Linked DNA regions of Columba livia: region 1 is linked to region 2. The links are chromatin contacts, called in public Hi-C maps. All regions are on one chromosome and are shown on one strand. The core of a region is the stretch at or near the end of the contact, and the rest is flanking DNA. Distances in the headings are between cores, read along the strand shown. Region 1 overlaps HSD17B12 (hydroxysteroid 17-beta dehydrogenase 12). Region 2 overlaps HSD17B12 (hydroxysteroid 17-beta dehydrogenase 12).

Region 1 (3,290 bases), core at 707-3,206, 42 kb after region 2:
TGTTCCCTCTCACAGGTTCAAGCATGATTGCATGCACTCCAAGACCCACAAGATGCTGGTGAACACGTTATGCTATGCTAGGAATGGCTCTAAACCTTTTATAACCTCTCACTCTAAATAAGACCATTATTTCTGCTAAAAGCAGAGCCCTCTCAGTCATACTGGAAATAGCTTCTCGTGCGTTGTCAGAGACAAAGATGGCTTTCGGAGTATATTTAGTAGATAATGTGCTGTTAAAAAGATGCAAAGACAAGCACGGATAAAAGCTGACGTAGCTAGCAAGTCCCTATTCAGCTGCCAAGATTTTATAAAGGCAAATCTTAAAAACGTAGAAAAGTAGCACAAGAATTATTTAAATTTCTAGAGCCTTTGGAGGTTACCTAATTATGATGAGGTGCAATCTATTGAAATAGATGGTGCATAAAAAATGTACAAAGTCTAAAGTTGCTGAAAAGCCATTAAACTTATCTTCAAAAGATAGCATGCCTACAAGTGTGAGGTACTCTGCAATATTTTGTTTAAAGTCCACATTTTACATTCTAGCCTATGCACTAGAAACCAATACACAAGCACGATTTTGTTTAAATTAGAAGTCATCTGATTATCTTGCTTTTGTGCACTGCAGTTCTCAAACAGAAGCTTAAGCAAGCTCAAACCACACCTTTTCGAAAAAGTCTTTCTTCTCTGCATTGTCAGAAAGACTACTCAAGTGCTCAGCAGCACCCTCTAGCCCACAGACTTTAAGAAAGAACACAGAACAGACTCTTCAATCGAGCAAAACCTACCATTCATAAAAAGGGGGTCACTTAGAGCTGAAAGACAATGATGCAAAGCTAGAAACCGATCAAATCCAAAGAGTATTCTGTATTTTTTGGTCCTAAAATACATATATCTCTTTAGCTAAAATGAGACTATTTGGTAATTATTGTTCCACGGAGCTCCCTTCCATCTGACACTCTTAATTACATTTGCTTTAATTGAGGTATTTCTAACCTGGGGGAGTGGGGGGAAGGGATGAATGATGTTAACAGGCTCAAGTTAATCAAATTGGAAGGTTACAGTTGTCTCATGAGAAATGCCCTCGATAAATTACCATCAAGCATTAGAGAGACTTACATTGAAGCGATTTAAAAATCCTTGGCTGTTTTATTTGTATCAGCACTGTTTTGCAATAGGTGCTCACGTTAAAGATTGAAGGAAAACCTAAGGCAACACTGCCTTTTCCTTCTCATTTCTAAAAAAGGAAACAGCCACTGATGCCTCCTATATTTCACTCCAAGCCCTTGAAAACTTGCAGTATTTTTCCCGCTGGAAAACCCCCCAGATTTTCCTATGGAAACGAGGCTCACATCAAGCTGCTGTGAATGTTGCAGCTGCAATTGATGCGATGCCCTTTCTTCTCCCCGGCAGAGCAGGGAGGCAGAGGAAGTGCCTGCGGGCACTGCCTGGGTTGGCTCAGGCTGCGCTCGGGCCCCCAGCCCCACGTGGACCTGCCAGTGTCCCCGTCACGCGGGGTGGCTGCAGACCCCCCTCCCCGGCCCGGTCACATCCAGGCACGGCCCGGGCTGCCGACATCCGGCGGGTGAGCGGCGCCCCTTCAGACCCACAGCCCACACGGCCGCAGCCCGCCGCTAACGGAGCTCCGGGAGGAGAGCTGCCCCTCCGCCCGTCTCACGGACGGGGCACCCGCAGCCCTGGGGGCGGCTGGGCCGAGAGCGAGGGCAACCCGCACCTCGGGAATAACGGGAACCCGGGACGGGAAAGGCAATCGCACCCTCGCCGGACTCCAAAGGGCCCCACCGCCTCCCTGCAGGCTCTGTGAACCTGCCCCAGCGCTGGCCCCGGGCGTTTCATAAGCGGAACGGAGGTAGAGCGTTATGTCACCCGGTTAGGTAACGGGCACGGGAGCCGCCGCAGTGACGGCACTCCTCCTCCCGCCCTGCTGGGGCGGCTGAGGTGAGGCGGCGTTAACCCTTCGCGGGGGCAGGAGCGGACTTCACCTGCGGCGGGGAGCGGATCCCCCGGGAGCGGGGCGGACCTCCCCCGCCGCCCACCGGAGCCGGCGGGGAGCGGAGCCGGCTCCGGCCGAGAGGTGAGGCGGGGCGGCGGTACCGGCTCTGACCGACGGCGCCAACACCCGCAGCGGCCGCCGAGCGGAGCCAGCAGGGGACGCTGCGGCGCCGCGACGTGCGGCAAGGGAACACACACAGACACCCAGCAGACATACAGAGCGAGCCCGCGCCCACGCGTGGTGCCCTGCCCCAGCCCGTGGGCACTGCGCTGTCCTGGCAGCAAGCGTGCCCGGCAGCGCGGCCCCTCCAGGAAGGGTACAGGCTGCTGCAAGGCGCCAGCAGCTCAGCCTGCAAGTCTCACACAAGGCCCAGGGTTGAATAGGTACGAGGAGCACCTTTTACCCTTACACCTTCATACCAGTGTATCCATGTCACAGTACACAATATTATCAGTACTGACACTAAAAATGCACACTATCGAGGCGGTGGAGCCGCACTCCAGGCAAAGCTGGCACTTCCACAGAGCCTGGCTTCCAGCGGGACTGGCCTGGGCTACCAGCACTTTCTTCATAGCCAAGCCCACACCATGCTCAGCTGCAGCAGGAGGCAGCAGAGCGCATTTCTTACACCACTCGCTATCAGCCTGCCCCACAAGTCCCCTCAGTCGGATGTTGCAGAGGATTCAGCAAAGCCTTTGCCCTTAATGTGATGCCAACAGCCCTACGTGCTGCCTCTCCCGTAGCCAAGGCAGCAGGGCACACACAGCTGGCAGAGAGAATGGCCTCCACATGAATTTCAGGTCCCACTAAGCCCTGGCTCCAGAGAGCACTGGCACAGACATGGCACCATTCATCATGCCCTCAACACATACCCCTGTTCCTGGCAAGGTGGAAACTTACACCAAGAATGCAGCATGCCCCCCATCAAGCTCCACCACAACCTCCTTCCAAGGTCTTCACTGCAATCCCAATGCCCTTTTCATTTAGGAAGTCCTCCACTCAAGTAAGTGGTGACAGGACTCTTCAGCTCATTTCAAGCAAGCTGACCCATCAGACCTCAGGAAAAAGGAAGCTCAGAAGAATTTCATGCAACACCCTTTGTCCAGATATGTAATGCTATAAAGGGAGAACAGCATCCACCAACTGCTCAGATGCTGTGGAAAGGACCTACAACAGGTTGCACCTTTCCAGCTCCCTGTTTGACTGTGTGAACCTCCTATGTCCCATCTCTCCATTTCTATTTGCTGTTCTCCCCTCCTTTTGACATCTCATCCTTGCA
Region 2 (3,130 bases), core at 19-2,518:
CGGGGTTTAAGTGCCAGGATAAATTAAACCTTACACTTACACATCCACCTGTACTCCTTGCCTTCCTGCTTAAGTACCAGAAACAGTGACAGACTTTCAAAGCAAAGTCTGTGAATGGCTGTCAGTCAAGTTGTATCTCTGATTAGGAGCTCACACCAATAAAGAACAGCACAGATGTGTCACATTGATATTATATTTCCTAGCACTATTTGCAATATTTATTAACTTAAGTATATTCTGGTATTTTAGATATGTTCATAAATTAGTGTCTGTATTTTGCTCTTAACCATTTCATAACAGTGTTTTAGTAACTTAAAGGTCATGGGGTAAAGAGAAAAAAAAAAAGAAGGGTTTTTTTGCTAAATATTATGAAGCTGATTTGAAAGTGAACTAAAACACTGATACATCCATCAATACTTAAGCAGAATGCACAAACTCACAGTGAATACAGGAGCTACAGGGCTTTTGGAAACAAAATCACGCACCACTGAAATTGTGCAGAATCAGAGTTTTCAATGTACCCAACACAACCAAGATTGTCCTCACATTACAAACTGTCTAAACCAGTCATGTTTAAGTTTCATACAGTGTTATGGAATATGCAGACAGGATTGAAATTCAGATACTGACCGCACAGCATTTTTCTGAAATAGAAATACAAAATGAAAAAGCAGGGAACAGCATGAAGTAAAAAACAACACAAAAAGAAAGACCGCCATAATCTGGATTGTGTTATGTTGCTTATGTAGATCTCCTAGCTTTTTAAACCCTAAATTCTAATCAGAAAACATCATTATGCGAGTACCTTCACCAAACCTAAATACTTTCGCCGTATCCATTAAGTATTTAGTGCTAAAAATGAGAACACCAGAAGGCACCACAAAAGCACTTACTTTATCCAGGTCTGGCACATCAAGAAAATATTCAGGATAAACATACGAAATTCCCACGTTGTTGACTGAAAAAAAATATGAAGTTTTAGTTAGATTGCTTGCATGAGATTTGATTTGTCATGCTCTGATAAGAGACAATTTTCAAGCAATCCTCTTGAAAAGTTGCATTTAAAACATTCTAATGAACACCATCACTGAGTTCCTCAAGGCTGCGGAAATGGGGTTTCAAGCCAAAGAAAAGCTCTTTGTGCCTGAGAGGGTATTAAGGAAACCTAATGCAGGCCATGCACCACGACCCCTCTCCTCGGCCCCATTCCCGGTGCAGCGGCCGCCGGGCCCCAGGTGCCACCGCAGTTGTCGCCGGCAGGTGGCAGCCGGAGCCCGGGCTCCATGTGGGAGAGATTCTGGTCAAGTGCACAAAAATTCCGAGATTCCCTCGAATGACACGTCTTTTAGACCAGATCTCAGTGTATTTACGGAAAGCCTTAGTTCGTTAGGCATGTGGTGTGTTTCAAATTTTTAACTTTCAGATTTCAGCTTGGAGAACAGAGGGACTGAGGAGAATGGGGAGCTGGCAGATTCCCAGCAGATGTTCACTGTATTTAGAGAGTAAAGTTTTAAAATGAAGAAGGTTAATCTTCCAGAGGGAGCCAGATTTTTTTTTTTTTCTTCTTTTCATCTAAAATAAACTGCTTTTCAGTCCATCTCTCTGAAAAGGATTTTGGCTATGAACTGTGGCAGAGTTTTGGGACTAACCTTGGTTATTCTCTCCAAATTTAGAGTATTTATATGATTCATGCTACAGAGATAGTCAGAAAATTCACACCTTTTACTGCAGACTGGGTCCCAGATATGTACCCTTCCACTTCCAGCTATCATTTTTTATTTTGCTGCAGTTTGGAACAGAACATTTTTTAAAAAAAATCAGTTTGTACAGGCATATTTTGCCTACGGAAATCTCGGTAACAACAGAGTAAGATCCAGTTCGGCTCAGACTCCTTTTGAGAACCACAGCAAAATAAAGATTTCCCACCTCTGCTTGTTTAACATATTGCTGTAGCTAGCACATGTTCGAAGTCACTGACAGACGCTGTTTTGAACACACAGCAAAACATTATGCAAACTCTTTTAGCCTTCCTATGTGGGTGAGAAGAAGCTTCCAAATAAGTTTACAAGGATTTCAATCTGTAAGTACTTTAGTTATACACTGTGCAACTATATAATCAGAAGCTCGATCTTGAGGAGTATATGTGGAGACTCCTGTGTCTCTAAGTATAAGGTTAAAAAATGATCAGCATTGATCACTGACAACTATGCTGTGCTACCAGCGCTTCTCATACCCACTGTTCCAGATGAGACCTGAAAGAAGAAAGTACACTGGAACCTGAGACCTCATCTCTTATGGCTGTTCTCATTTAAACTCATGTTTTCTCTCACACAAATGTGAAAAATGCAGGTCAATAAGAGCTACATTCCAGACTGCAACAAACGCTACAGAATTTTAAATAAGGTACTAAAAGCATGAAATTAATTGCCATAAAAAATTAAGATACAGTCTTTCTGGAGAAGCTATCATTTCTGTTGAAAAATTACATTGGCAAATGGTTTCTATAAATACAGCTGTATCTGGAGAAAAGAAAAAACCTACATATCAAGTAATCCGATGAACTCAAGCATGAGATCTACTAAAACTGCTAGTGATTAGTGAGAAGAGAGATGTCTGTAAACCTGCGCTGGCAATAGCTGCAAGAAAAAAAGCAAAGGAACTCAGCTAGAGAATACACAACTCCAGAACATCTCGTTGACTAAAAACATGGTAAAAATAGCAAAGTGCTCATGCAAATAAAAGCACGAACCAGGCTGTTTGAGGAACAGGCTTGTTTTCCTGTAATAAGCTTACATAAAATCCAAGACACATTCACTGCCTTTGTGTCCACTTTAAGCAAGATGATTAAGAGTCAGATTAATTATTTCGTGTACCACCATAACCTTACACAGTTTAAGAAATAATAAAATCCCTTCCAGTGTGGATATGTACCTCACACAATAAAGGGTTTGCTAGTGTTTTGGGACATATAAGTGATACACCATTCTGCAACAATCACTACGAGACAGGCAGCTTGCAAGTCTTGCATTCCCTGAATTGATTTTGATGAGACAGATTAGAACAAACATTAAGTTTAATCTTCAAAATTTCCTTGGAACTAATTTCCTCGAGAAACAAGAAACAAGGCATC

Evidence for each region. Hi-C and Micro-C count contacts between places; a contact is called where the count stands out from the background.
Region 1: a Hi-C map of liver shows a contact between it and region 2, with 1.7 times the contacts expected there. The contact joins two enhancer-like sites. A contact is called at or near these places in 2 of 2 Hi-C or Micro-C datasets (crop and liver).

Annotation. Positions count from the first base shown.
Region 1 is chr5:45,026,850-45,030,139 of bColLiv1.pat.W.v2, forward strand. All of the region lies in intron 2 of HSD17B12 (hydroxysteroid 17-beta dehydrogenase 12), which reads right to left. Among named protein-coding and RNA genes, the nearest start is that of HSD17B12, 14 kb to the right of the region's middle. Within about 2 kb of position 1,957, at least 1 of the 3 cell types and tissues checked has an H3K27ac peak away from gene starts, as active enhancers do.
Region 2 is chr5:44,985,108-44,988,237 of bColLiv1.pat.W.v2, forward strand. It overlaps HSD17B12 (hydroxysteroid 17-beta dehydrogenase 12), which reads right to left. Exons shown (of 12, transcript XM_065064772.1): 6 at 894-958. Among named protein-coding and RNA genes, the nearest start is that of ALKBH3, 32 kb to the left of the region's middle. Within about 2 kb of position 1,269, at least 1 of the 3 cell types and tissues checked has an H3K27ac peak away from gene starts, as active enhancers do.